Regions from separate parts of the Mus musculus genome. Here region 1 is linked to region 2. A link is a contact called in public HiChIP or PLAC-seq data. All regions are on one chromosome and are shown on one strand. The core of a region is the stretch at or near the end of the contact, and the rest is flanking DNA. Distances in the headings are between cores, read along the strand shown.

Region 1 (7,047 bases), core at 3,787-6,286, 190 kb before region 2:
AAGTGTCTCTCCCTGGCTGCTTACCCCTCCAGAGGCAAGTTGTTATCAGCACATGAAAGCTAGAACCTCACAGTCTATTAAGTAGGCTAAATAGGCTCCACCAGGTCCTTGGCAATTCTTTTGTCTGTTGCAGGAAATATAAAAACAAAACAAAACAAAACAAAACAACCACAAACAATCCACACTACACCAGCAGGCCTCAGTGGGCTTGCCTGTCAGGCACTGGTGGGCATGGCAGACTGTTCTCATCTAATGGAGATTCTACTCAGAGCTCTGAAATCTCTCCACCCAGCTTGCTAAGTTCCCATTGGTGGGTCACTACCACACCAACCCTATTCTTCAAAATTCCCACAGCCTTTTGGGGTACACTTCTTGCAAACCCATGCTTTGCCACCATACCTTTCTCTCTGGAACCCAGTTGAGCCCCCGCGTGAAGGAAAACACCACACAAATTTAGTTCTGAATCAACCGCTGGGTGCAACAACTAGAATCCAAATCTTGTATACCACATTAAATCTAAATCCTCCAGTGACAAGCGGATTCGCCATCTAAACTGGGGTTCACTAGTAGCTACATCTTGTCTTCCCATCCCATCCAAAACAAGTCTCCCTCTCCTGCCCCTCTTCTCTTCCTCTCTCCAACCCAGAAGTCCCGCCTACTCTCCCAGTGATTGGTTTCTTTATTCATTAAAGGAAGGTTCACAATAAGTCACCTAAGTACATGACTCATTCCTCACTTCAGACAACTCCTCCTGGGAGAGCAGAATTAACATCAATATTCAAACAGCATCAGGGCCATCCACAACATTTGTCTCTAAGAATCTTTCTTTCTTTTTCCTCTTGGCTCCATCTACACACACACACACACACACACACACACACACACACATACACACATACACACATACACACACACACACACGCACACGCACACGCACGCGCGCGCGCGCGCACACACACACACACACACACACACACACAGAGCATCTCCTCCACCACCATCTCTACCACTGCTACCACCACCATAGTCATCTTACCAAGCATCTTAAAAACAGAAGAAATTAAGAAGAAAATAATACCTCATGAGTCTTAGGACAAGGAAGGCCTTATTGACATTGAAGTTAAGTAGCAGCTTGGAGTCATTTGGAACATTTCTACTGAGAAAATTCTGGATAAGCAAAACCTTGGTCTTTAGAACCAATGAACCCAGGCCTGAATACTAAGATGAGTCACTTATTTTTTTCTGAGCTTCATTTTCCCCTTGTACACAATAAGACTGGCCTTCAGGAGGGAGAACAAGAGCAGGGGTTGTCAGTTCCAAGTATTTAAAAAAACAAAGCCCTTAGTGTATCGAAGCATTTGTTACTCTTAAACTGCTGTAACCCAGTTGCTTTACAATGACTTTTTAAAGCAAATCCAGAAATGGTTACTGCCTTAGAGTTTTACTGCTGTGAGCAGATACCATGACCAATACAAGTCTAATAAAGGACAACATTTAATTGGTGCTGGCTTATAGGTTCAGAGGTTTAGTCCATTGTCATCAATGTGGGAGCATGGCAGAGTCTGGGCAGGCATGGTACAGGATGAGCTGAGAGTTCTACATCTTCATCTGAAGGCTGCTAGCAGAATACTGGCTTCCAGGCAGCTAGGACTAGGGTATTAAAGCCCACACCCACAGTGACACACCTACTCCAACAAGGCCACACCTATTCCAACAAGGCTACACCTCATAATAGTGACACTCACTGGGCCAAACATATACAAGCCATTACAGTTACTCCCAAAATATTTGTACCACTATTATACCCATGAACATACCTTATAAGAGCAGTCCTTATCATAGCTCACTGGGTTTACTGCTGTGTAAGATCGTTGATAACCTTGCCCTCTTAGTAGTATATGCAGAACTTTCCAGCACTATGAAAGCTGGTCAGTAGGAATGAAGCCACATAGTACCAGCTTGATATCTCCATGTCCTAAGACTCAGAGTGTGATGTCTTCAGCAACCAGGTCTTATTGTCATGTTCTAGAAGGAAAGCAAGAGCAGTGACAATAGTATGTAATATTTGGGCATCTACGGAACCTTACTGACCAACAGTGAACAAGAGGTAGAGGTAACCCACACCTCTCTCTATATATATATATATACACATACATACAACACATATATGCTGTTTATATGTATATATACATACACACATCATGTATGTATATGGTATGTATATATACATATACACATATGCACATACACACATACACACATATACACAAACACATGTGGTGTGTATGTAGTATATGTGAGTGTGTGTGTGCTTTAGGAAGCTTTTAAAATACTATGCTTCCATATGGCTTTTCAAAGGTCTTTAGTGTTGGTCTCCCTCCCTACACTAACTACCTCTTTCAGCCTTCCCTCCCATCCTCCTCTGCACATATCCTCTGTGCCCCATTATTTCCTTTCTCCTTCAAACTATAATCTGTGTTCTACTGTCCCCATCTTAAGATACTCCCACTTCTCATGGCCCCTTTCTAGTTTCCAGACTTTGACAAGTGCTCCAATTTAAGCATGCTAACTAAAGATTCAAAGCTTGGACCCACATATGAAAGTAGACATGTGGCATTTGTCTTTCTGGGGCTAGGTTACCTCACTTGAATGATTATACCCAGTTCTATCCATTTACCTGCAAATTTCATAAGTTTATTTTCCTTAATAGCCGAATAATAGTCCACTGTGTAAGCATACAACATTTTCATTATCCACTCATCGGTGCACATCTGAGCTGTTTCCATTTTCTGAATGTTATGAATAGAGCATCAGTGAACACGAATGAGCAGGCATCTCTATAGTAGGAGATGCAGTCCTTTGGGGTTTGTCCAGGAATGGTATAACTGGGACAAGTTTTGTTTGTTTGTTTCTTTCTTTTTCTCTTTCATTTTGTTTTGTTTTTACTTATATATGTTGGTACCTGTGTAAGTTTATGTGAACCGCATATGTGCAAGTGCCCAAATAGGCCAGGAGAGGGTGTTGAATCTCTTAGAACTGGAGTTACAGGCAGTTGTGAGCTGTCTAGCAGCTATCGAAAACCACACAAATGTTCTCAACTGCTAAACCATCTCCCCAGTCCTGCTGGGAAATGATATTGAGTTACCTCTGACCTGCTTATCTTTAACTGCAGAATCAGAGAAGCGTGTTTTTGAATTAGATGATAAATAGTACAGAAACGCACAATTAGTCAATTTGCAATCAGAGACTGTGGCATGCTCAGCTCTAAATGGGACAGCAGCTCAGGAATTGTTGCAGAAGAGGAGGCAGAAAGACTGTTAAGCCAGAGGTTGTAGAGTACTGCCGTGAAACAGGGTTGTTCAGACATAACAAGGCTGCTATACATGTGAAGTCACAGCAACGGTTTTAGCTGTGTACACAGACCTGTACAAGATCAAGTCAGTCAAATTGCCATCATGAATAAGGGAGGGGCTCATGAAGTCCCACCCCTGGCTAGGGAGTATTGGCAATTAAAAGCTTTTGAAGTAGAATGAGTGTCAGCTTTTTTCAGGGATGTGTTTCTAATAAGGTGCTATGCTCCAGGGGGCACCCATGTGCATACTGGTAGCATGAAGTATATCCAGTGGGTTTAAAGAAAGAATATATGAAGTTGGGAAAGAAAAGTAGGATGTGTGTAGGAGGAGTTGGGGGAGGGAAGACAGTGCAGATTTGATCAAGACATATATATATATATATATATATATATATATATATATATATATATGACACTCTCAAACAATAATTTTTTAAATCTTTAAATAGGCACTGTTTTCTTAGCCTTTAGCATTCTCAGAAGATACTTTGACTAAAATATAAGGCTTTAAGAACAGAGGAGATAGCTCATCTGGTAAAGTGCTTGCAATTTCAACCACAAAGACTTGAGTATAAGCCTCAGAACCTATGTGCCAAAAGCCAGGTGCAGTGGCACTGCCTGGTAATCCCAGGTCTGGTCACTCAGAGATAGCCAGATCTGTGGGGCTCACTGAGCAACCAGCCCAGCCTGCTTGGCAAGCTCCAGGCCAGTTACAGATCCCCGAACAAAACAAAACAAGACAAAATAAAACAAAACAAAACAAGTGAATAGTACTTGAGGAGGGACATTCAAGGTTATCCTTTGTTCTGCTGATTTTCACATGCTGCGCACCCACATAAATATGCACATACATGAACATGTACATATGTGTTATTAAAATGTGAGGCTTCAGGATCCAGCAGTCCTTAATACCACCTCTGACATAAGTATAGTAGCAGCCACACAGTAAAGATTCAATAGAGTCCCGATGATGATGATGATGAGGAGGAGGAGGAGGAGGAAGAGGAGGAGAAACATGGATGTTACTGAAAAGGAGCACGATGACAAGAAAATACCTCCTCTGCTGCTTTCATAAAACAACCAAAATTATTTTTTATTATTTCCAGTGCATTTTATTACAGACAAGAACTTGGAAGCTGGGATAATATTTGTATTACCTTCTATCTAGGTACTTAACAACTTGTGATAGGTTTGTTCCATAAATTTTACTGAATGAAAAGAGTTAATCAACAGATGATTTGATAGTAGAAAAAGTAATGACTTCACATGCCCACAGCTCTGGCTCTGGGATTAGCCAAATGCGTTTTTATATCTGGACTCACCCATTTACTTGTCTTCTCCTTGTAAAGTTGAAATGGGGATGGACTCTACCCAAGGGCCAGGAGACTTGAGTGATAAAATGTATATAAAGAACTCAGTGCTGTACCTGAATTAGTGTTCAATAAAAGTTAGTTACACAGCCCTAAAAGCCACCATTTGACCCAAACTGACAGGAAAAATGCCTAGCGGGATTCACTAGCTCACTGGCACCGTTGCCAAGTTCTCCTACACAGTCAACAAGCTCTCCCAGCTTGAAAGCTCATGAATGTTCAGAAAGCCTAGCCATTCTCTCCTTCCATCAAGACAGCGAAAGTAAACGTGAGGCTCAATGGCTTTCCTGAGGTGCCTGTATCCCAGCTCAGTCATTGTGTCTGGATTCACCATTACAATAAAACATGCAAATGGATGCTCTGTTGATTCTTATCCCTCCGCTAAAGGCCAGACATTTTCAATTTGGCTTCATTTGCATCCATTTAGATAATGGTGGTACCAACAGATCTTCCCTGTTCCCCTCTGCCTTTTGTTCTAGAATCCAGCCTGGAGGTGCTTTTTAGAGACCACATTGATAGATTAATTCTATCCTAACTGTTGCCCTGGAGTCCCTGGGGAAACCAGAGCACATATTAACTTTTGCCTGTGGTACTGTGCAAACACCAGATTGGGAAACAGTAAGTAACTCGCTCTGGCTGCAAATGTAAGGGAAATTTATGAAGCTGGGAAGGAAAAGCCACAAGGAGCAGGGCTGTGATGTAGCTTCCAATTTCAAACAACAAGCTATCCACAAATTAAGGTCACTTCCTCTGGTTGGAGGTATGACTCAACAGGAAGAGAGAAGAATCTCCTCATTTGTTACCACCCACACTCCCTGGTCGTTTGATAATTCCACAGGGGACATGGGAGTGAACAGGGTAAACTCTTGCCTTGCTGGGCTCTGCAAGCTATGTAAGCCCAGAAGTCCTTTGCAGCTCCGCTCTTTGTTTTTGCTTCGTTTGTTTTTGCTTTAACCATGTCACAGAAAAATGATAAGTTTTAGCTTTTTGAGGAGACTGGATTATACTAGAGATTTGAAACTGATATCACAAAACTGATGGCAAAACTGACGGGTGCTACTCACAGCAATGTTCGCTCAAGCATGCATACATAGGTGCTATAGGAGTTCCATGCCTTTTTGATGCAAAATTCATTGGAGTCCCATTTATTCAAGAGAAACTTAAATTTATTTCTAAGACCGAGTCTCTGTCTGCCATTCACTCATGTACTGTGTTCAAGCGCTATTTGAGGTCTTGGGACTCCAAAACTACAGGAAGCAATTGCCTTGACTTAGGCTGGTTTTGTATTTGGATGTTTAAAGATCTTGCTTCATTTTCTTGGTGGCTGATAACTGCTTTTAGACACAGTAAAGTATACTAAAGATATGGAAGAAAAAACATTGCTAAATCTGGCTCAGGGAGTCAGGGGTGGTGTGACAGAGGAAGTGACATTTGAGCATTATGTTCACGATGTGTGTATACAGTATCTATTTTTATTGGGGGCACTCTTGCCTGTGTTTATTGGTAGCCTATTTGAGGAATCAGCCTAGTTGTCTGTCAACAGATGAATAGATAATGGATATGTGGTGTATATGACAATGGAATTTGATTCAGCCATAAAGAAGAATGAAACTGTATTGCTTACAAGAAAAATAGATACAGCTTGAGATCCTCACGTTAATTAGAATAAGCCAGACTCAGAAAAAGATCACTGTTCTCTTTCTTGCAGATCTTAGATCCTATATAGACACATCAAATCACATAGAGATGTCATGAAAGAAGAAGGAGGTGAGGAGGAAGGGGATTAGCAGGAGAGGAAAAGGAAGGATAAGAGGACTGGGTATTTCAATATGGTCAAAGTACACGAGAAACTTGAAAGAAGTTATCTTTTTCAAGTCCAGCAAATATATACAAGGACTGTATGTACAGGGACTGTATGTTGGTACAGAATAAATACTTAAAATTTTGTATAAGAATTCCTGAAAACAAGGACAACAGGGACAAAGGCCAGGTTTGGATCCTTCCGGGATATTAAAATCTACAGATGCTCAAGTCCATTGTATGACGATGTATCTTCATGGCTGCATCTAACCTACAAACATCCTCCCACATACTTTAACTTATTCCTAGGTTATCTATCCTACCCTATGCAATGGAAATGTATAGAAATAGTTCCTTTACTATATTATTGGAGAATAATGACAAGAAAGATGTACATATTGAGTCCCCATGTAAGTTTTTCCACAATAACATTTATGAGGTGTGGGAATGTAGCTCAGTTAATAGGATACTTGTCTAGCATGCTCAAGCCCTAGACTAAATCATTAGCACTGCATAAACTAGGCA
Region 2 (7,078 bases), core at 2,879-5,378:
TAACAGAGCAGCACCTCAGCCATGTCTTGTGTGATTTGTCTACACACTGTCGTCCATTCTTGCTGTTTCTGGTTTTCAAAGCCACTCAAATGGGTATGGGGTGGCTCTTAACTAGAATTTGCAGTTTCCTTTATAATCAGTGCTAAACATTATGCTTTTTTGATTTTGTTTGTTTGTTTGTTTGTTTTTTGACTAGTTGCTAGCATCTTAACACCCTGGCTAGGTTCAGCATTTGCCCAGATGTGGTGCATATAACATGGTTTTGTTGGGGTGGGTACTGGGGTAGGAGACTCCCTGGTGATAGAAGCTAAGGAATGAAGCCAACTTTAGTGGCTTCTTATCTTATGTGTTTAGTGTCTGCAAATTCAAGAGGCAAATTCAAGAGATGGCAACCTTTGCTTCCTGTGCTTTGGGCCCTCTCAGAAGCTTTTCCGTATACTTTATGTGTAAAGTGCTCTGTTTGTTAACAGAGCATCTTTATGTGCTGAGTGTTAACACATGAAGCCAACTGTCTCATCTAGTGCTCAAAGAAGATCTTATTTATCGCTTGCAACTTTGAAGTCAAAGCTGGCTGTGCTGAGGCCAGTGCGGTGTGATGGGCTCTGCCACCCGACTCTACTCAAGGGATTTTTTTTTTCAGTGTTTTTGTTGTTGTTGGTGGTGGTGGCAGGTTTTGTTTGGTTTTGTATACAGTTTCACTTTATACTTATATAAAAACTATTGTTAATGATTAAAAATGTTACCTATGGCTCCAACAAGATACTTCAGTAAGAAGAGGTGCTTGCTTCTAAACCCCAGAGGACACACAACACACTGCACATGTGCACGCGCGCACACACACACACACACACAAACCATAAAATGTAATTTTATTTTAGAGCTGGAGAGATGGCTTAGCAGTTAAGAGCACTGGCTGTTCTTCCAATGGATCCAAGATTAATCCTCAGAACCCACACGATAGCTCACAGCCACTTATAACTCTAGTCCCAGGGGATCTGATGCCCTCTTCTGTATGGCTTCTGTGGGCATCTTAGTTTAAGTGTTCTATAAAACACCATCACCAAAAACAACCTGGACGAGTGAAGGATTTATGTCATCTTACAACTTTCAAGTCCCACTCTACCCCCTGAGAGAAGTCATGGAAGGAGCTCGAGGAAGAACGCCATGAAGGAATGCTGCTTACTGGCTTGCTCCTTTTGGCTTGCTCAGGCTACTTTCTTTGCCATCCAGGACCCCCTGCCCAGGGATGTCACCACCCACAATGGGTGGAAAACTCCCACATCAATTATCAATCAAAATAATACTCAGCAGACTTGCCTGTTGCCCAATACATAGAGACATTGTCTCAATTAATGCTCCTAACCAGGTGACCCTCGCCTGTGTCAACTTCACAATACAATGAGTCTGTTAAAGCAAGACCTAATACAATCTGAATAATGTCCTTATAAAAGGAGGAAGGGTAAACACAGAATGAGAGACACCAGGACTGCACGCACACAGGAAAGATCACATGAAGAAAGTCTGCAAGCCAAGCAAGGAGATGACATGCAACTCACCCTGCCATTGCCTCAATCACCAACTTCCAGTCTTCAGAGCCAAGAGAAGATAGATTTTGTTCATTTAAGTCCTCAGTCCTGCCTCACTTTTTAATGGCAACCCTAGAAAATTAAAACTGTTGTTGACCCAAAGCCATCCATTGTACTGAGAGCTTGTCTTATCTTATCTTACCTATTATCACAAATATCTTCTGTTGACTTTTAAGGATTAAGTTGTGTATTAATTACATTGACATAGACGGTGTGTTTCCTGATTGTTGGCATGCCCCCAGTGATAGAATCATTGTAAAAATAGATTCCTATAGTGTTTGTATTGGTTATTTTCATGTCACTGTGGCCAACATACCTGAAAGAACAACTTGAATCAGGACAGACTTAGTGCTGATCCCTGGTTCGAGAGGGTTCGCCCCATGGTTACTTGGCTCTGTCCACTCGGACAGAATTCTGTAACAGGAGAGGTTCTCGCTCATGATGGCCAAGAGGCAGAGAACGGAGGGTACTGAGGGCCGGGAATAGCTGTCAAAGTTAAAACATCAGTGAGTATTCCCTCCAGCCAGATCCCAGCTCCCAAAATTTACAGTTTCCTACAAGTGGGGACCAAGTGTTCAAAGCAGGAGCCTGTTGAAACCACAGCGATGCTCTAAGTCCATTTCTTCTCTCTCCTATTTTGCTCAGTATAAATGAGCTGCTTCTATTCCTGGGCTCTGGGGTTTCTAAGCAGATGCCTATTTCTGTGGCTTAGTGGAGCTGAGTGGCTTGTCACAGACAGGAAGTTGGTGTGTGTGTGTGTGTGTGTGTGTGTGTGTGTGTGTGTATGGGTGTGTGTGTATACAGGAAGGGAGTCATAGGATCTGAGAACTTATTAGCTGTGTGCAACCTCGGGCAGGCTATCTTGTTTTCCTGGCTCAGTTTTCTCGTTTTCACGGTACACTGATGTATGTGTTATTTTCAGAGTTGCTGGAAGCATTAGTGTCACCGACGGGGACAGGCATACTATATTGGATGGCTTATGGTTGGTCTTCAATCAATAGTAGCTATTCTAGGTAATCAGGAAGTGTCTGTTTATTTCTCCCTTTCTGCTCCTGTGTTCTGAGTTTATATAAGCTGTGTTATGTTTGCCTACCTAAGAGGTTTAACTAATTCCCTATGTTTGGTGTATGCAATATGGCTTATGTCAGCACTACAAGGCTTGGCTGTTCAAGGGGCTTTTGTTGCCTGGTAGATACATGAAAAGGTGTGGCACAAGATGTAATGAAATAGGAGGTGTGTACATCTTTTGAAGATGACTATGTAACCTTTTGCACGATCCTTCTCTTGATGGCCCTCATTTATTTTATCTGCAAAGTGGAGCTTTAGTCTAGAATACATCTCTAGCATACATTTTTCTGAAACCAATGGTTTACCCCAAAATCACGAGGGCCAAGAGAATGGACCAAGTCCTCATTCTCATTTTTGTATTGCACAAATCCTCCTCCCATGACCACCCTCCCCAAACACCAGTTCTCACAGTTTAAATCAAATCCTATTGGCTTTGCTTCTTTGCTGAGACAAGGTTTCATATAGAGTCAGACTAGCCTAGAACTTGCAACATAGCCTAGGCTGTCCGTGAGCTCCTGGCAATCCCCCTGCCTCATCTTTCTGAGTACTGGGATTGCAAGTTGGAACCACCATGGCCAGCTTTTGGCACTTTGATGTTTATTTAAAAACAGCTTACATAAAAGGAGCTTCTATCAGCTTTTGGGAGATTAAAGTAAATGAACTTGTTTCCTGAAACCACTTGGGATTTTCTTCTAAAAGGTTTCTGGAAAATATTGCACGGAACTTCCAATCTGCACTATATTTTATTTGTAACTGATTTCCTAAAATATCGAGTTTCTGTCATGGTTTGGGTATGAAGTGTCTCCCAGATGGCTCAGGTGTTAAAGCGCCCCAATGATGGACTCTGGCTTATCAATGGATCAGTACATTAGTGAATGATGCAAAAATGTGTTGTTCTTACTGGAAGGTGGGACAGATATTTGAAGTCGGGGCCAAGCTGGAAAGTCATGAGGGTGGGTCCTTAACAGCCTTGTCCCTGCCCCCTCTCCCCTTCACTCCCTCTGTCCTCCCTGTGACAGCAGCCCCCTGTTCCACATGTTCTTACCACCATGATATTTTATTCTACTTCATAGTAATGGAGGAAGCCAGCCAGGGGGTACACCTCTAAAACCATAAATGAGAGAACGATTTCGTATCTTTGTCATTGCATGAGAAACTGACTGGCATGGTTTCTGCATGGGAAGACTGACTTATTCTGTGGCGTCTATGAGCAGCGCAGGGCAAAGGTGCTTGTAGGGATTCGAGTTGAGTTCCTTCTGCCTTCTGCACCAACTGGACTTTCAGGCCTGCATGGGGGGGGGGGTGACGGGCTATAGAGGAGCAAGTGGGTGGGAAGCTGCCAAGGGGAGGGTGTGACAGGAGCCTCATTCATCCACACAATGAAACAATGAAAGGCACATCTGCTATGTCTGCCCTCCTAGTCCAGAGTTTACCCTCTGCTGTGTGAAGCAGTTTGGCCAAACAATTGGCAAGGGGGAGGCGTGCTTACTGAATGAAGCAGAGCCTCCAGGGAAAAGCCGTGTCTTTTATAGGGAGTATGATAGATACGTCCAAATGCTCTCAAGGCACAATGCCCACGCTAACGGTTAGTTCATCAGCACCCACAGCCAGCTTCATCCTTACCATACAGTCAATATCTATTCAAAGCCCAGACTCAAAGCTGCCACGATGCTTTCTATAATCCTGAGATTCGAGTCTAAGATGCTATCATCCCACGTTCTCGCTCCTACCCCAACAGCCCTGATGGTATTGTAGGTAACTTGCTGCACTTCAGAATCTCCCCCTACAGAGCCCAGCCTGACGCCAGATGTCCAGGGGTCATATGATGATTCCTGAAAGGTCAAGTCAGCGTTTGCCTCTTCGGTTGTTAAGGAGAACAGTCCACTGTCATTGGTGTTTTGAGAGAGCTCTTGCTCTAAATATCTAATTGTCTGAATCTCGAAACCTGTGATTAATCTGTAGCCAGCCAGGGGAAAATTAGAAATAAACTGGAATTGTCAGTGACTTGAGGCTGACGGTCCTTCTAACCGCTGCCGAAGTGACCGAGCCTCTTTTCTCTGTGTTCCAGGCTTAGAGAAGAAACCCAGGAGAAATAATGTGGGGAAGCAAAAGATGACATTGGCACAGGCCGGACCAAGCATCCTTCCTGTGAGAACAGACTGAGGGCGAGAGAGAAGCCATTCGGCAAAGGTAAGCACCCAGTTCTGTGACTACCAAAACCTCGCATGAGCCGTGAGCCCACTCTGAGGTGTCCACGGGGAGGGAGTAGAAAGCACGTTACCACGACCTTCCAACCATCTGCATTGCCGCTGATGAAGATGAAAGAACACACTTATTCTTCCACGTTGAAATAAAAGTGAAATGGCCCAAAGGTGACAGGATACTTCCATTCTATAGGGGTTCTCTTCCTAAAGAAAAATAAATAAATAAACTAAAAAGAAAAGAAAAAGGAAAAAGATTTAAAAGTAGCACCTGTTCTGTGCTTTAGATGAGTTGCCTATGTGTTGCTCAAATTTTGTACAAGCATTCTACTTGTGAATTTCTTTTCTTTAAAAAAAAAATCTTTGTGTATATATAGGGAGTTTTGCCTGTATGCATGTCTGCGCACCTAGTGCATACCTGGTGCCCACAGAGGCCAGAAGAGAACTTGAGAGTCCTTGGGACTGGAGTTCCCTGGGATAGTTGTGAACTACCATGTGGGTGCTGGAAGTCAAACCCAGGTCTCCCGGAAGGGCAAGTGGTAGTGTGTGGCATGGGCATCTCTCTAGCCCCAATTTATTTATTTATTTATTTATTTATTTATTTATTCATTCATTCATTCATTCATTCATTCATTTCACAGTTGCCCCAATTTATCTATCTATCTATCTATCTATCCATCTATCTAATTCACAGTTAAACATGTAACTAGCTTAGGCCTAATGAACAGGCGAACAAAGTTAATGATTGAGATTTAGTGATTTTGTTTGTTCTTTGACAATTTCATAGGTGTGTACAATGTAGCTTGATCATATCAGACCCTTTCCCTTCTTTCTCTTTTTTTAAATCTGATCTCCCCAACACTGCCCCTTTCAACACTAATGTCCTCTTGTTCTTTTTAAATAACTCGCTGAGTCCAACTACTGCCGTCCATATGTGCACAGGCGTGGGGCCATCCACCAGTGCCCTGGTTCTGAGCCTTCCGAATGCTTTAATACAGTGCTTCATGGCACGGTGACCTTCAAACATAAAATTTTGGTGGCAACTTCATAACTACAATGCTGCTAGTCTTATGAATTGTAATGTAAATATCTCTGTTTTCTGATGGTCTTTGGCGACCCCTCAAAGCAGTCATGAGCCACAGATTGAGAACTGCCTCACTAAGAGACAGTCAACCTTCCAGAGGCTACGCCCCTGAAGGAAATGGACTCTTCCTTCCCCGGCAGCCAGCACCTGCAGGAAGCTCCTCGTCTAGGACTGGGTATCAGGAGCCTGTCCTCACTTCATGCCTGGAATTTTGACTGGCTTGTAACCCTGACTCATAGTCTTTCTGTCCCCTTTTCCACCATTCTTCCCCTTTGCCTTGGGGAAGGGGTAGCCTTGGGGTAGGGTAAGATTAATAGAAACAGACTATTCGGGGCTTGAACCCTGAACAACCACTTAATTCTCAGCTCTCTGACCAGCTGTGGATGGGATATCGCAGGGAAGTCTAAATGCCCACTGGGTTTGATATCCAAACTCTTCTCACAGAATCGATATTAAGGACTGTGGGTAGCTCCATATCAGGAGTCACTGGGAGAAAGGCAGAGCTGGTCTTCAGGAGGGAAGTGGCTCTGTAGCTGCCAACCACCTGGCCACTGTGCTTCACTAACCCTGACTCGGAAGCAGGAAGCAGGAAGCAGGAAGCATCGTAGGCTACGTGAACCCTTCATTCAGGTGTTCCTACTTCTAGGCTTTATCTGGAGAACTAGAAGGAAGGCCCGGAAGGAATTCGGCTTTCAGCAGCACAGCTTCTAACCTGAGGCCGACAAGCACTTTGTTTCAAGCTGGAAGAAGAGTCTTTAACATTTCATTTAATTTGATTACTAATTAACATAGTTTTAAAATTTAGCGTTCTCCTTAACTACAGTCATGATGGCAAACAACGGAAGGCTGCTTACCAAAAACCACAGGTTTGCAGCGGCTTTGGCAGGGAGCTTGGTAGAGGAAAGCTACATCTCCCTGAAGTCTCCGTACTGAAGGGAAAGCAGGAATGCACAGGCTTTCCTTCCTCCAAGGATCTGTATGTTACATAGTGGGAAGAGAGCTTAAGAAAGAGCAATCGTAGCTATGTTCAAGCAAACTGGAGTGTTAAAGGGAATTTAAATTACTTTAATTGCAAGAACTTTCAGACATTTAGAAAACGTGGGTGAATTGCCAAAAAAAGAGGATAGAATGTATACATA

Evidence for each region. HiChIP or PLAC-seq counts read pairs in DNA pulled down with a chosen protein or histone mark.
Region 1: a contact with region 2 is called in an H3K27ac HiChIP or PLAC-seq map of embryonic stem cells, with 5 times the contacts expected there. The contact joins two enhancer-like sites. A contact is called at or near these places in 1 of 39 promoter capture datasets (second pharyngeal arch cranial neural crest), 5 of 484 Hi-C or Micro-C datasets (bone marrow-derived macrophages, dorsal root ganglion neurons, embryonic stem cells and 1 more), 5 of 115 datasets of contacts at active chromatin or transcription factors (embryonic basal ganglia and embryonic stem cells) and 1 of 9 other capture datasets (embryonic stem cells).

The regions. Positions count from the first base shown.
Region 1 is chr6:97,716,725-97,723,771 of GRCm38.p6, reverse strand. No RefSeq gene overlaps it. Among named protein-coding and RNA genes, the nearest start is that of Gm24565, 10 kb to the left of the region's middle. Within about 2 kb of position 5,036, at least 17 of the 459 cell types and tissues checked have an H3K27ac peak or open chromatin away from gene starts, as enhancers often do. A contact at or near this core is called in embryonic stem cells, where this site is marked.
Region 2 is chr6:97,526,496-97,533,573 of GRCm38.p6, reverse strand. Gm46970 (a long non-coding RNA gene) reads right to left here. Exons shown (of 5, transcript XR_003956336.1): 2 at 1,903-2,072; 3 at 1,557-1,658. It also overlaps a transcript of Frmd4b not described here. Among named protein-coding and RNA genes, the nearest start is that of Gm25852, 18 kb to the left of the region's middle. Within about 2 kb of position 4,128, at least 34 of the 459 cell types and tissues checked have an H3K27ac peak or open chromatin away from gene starts, as enhancers often do. A contact at or near this core is called in embryonic stem cells, where this site is marked.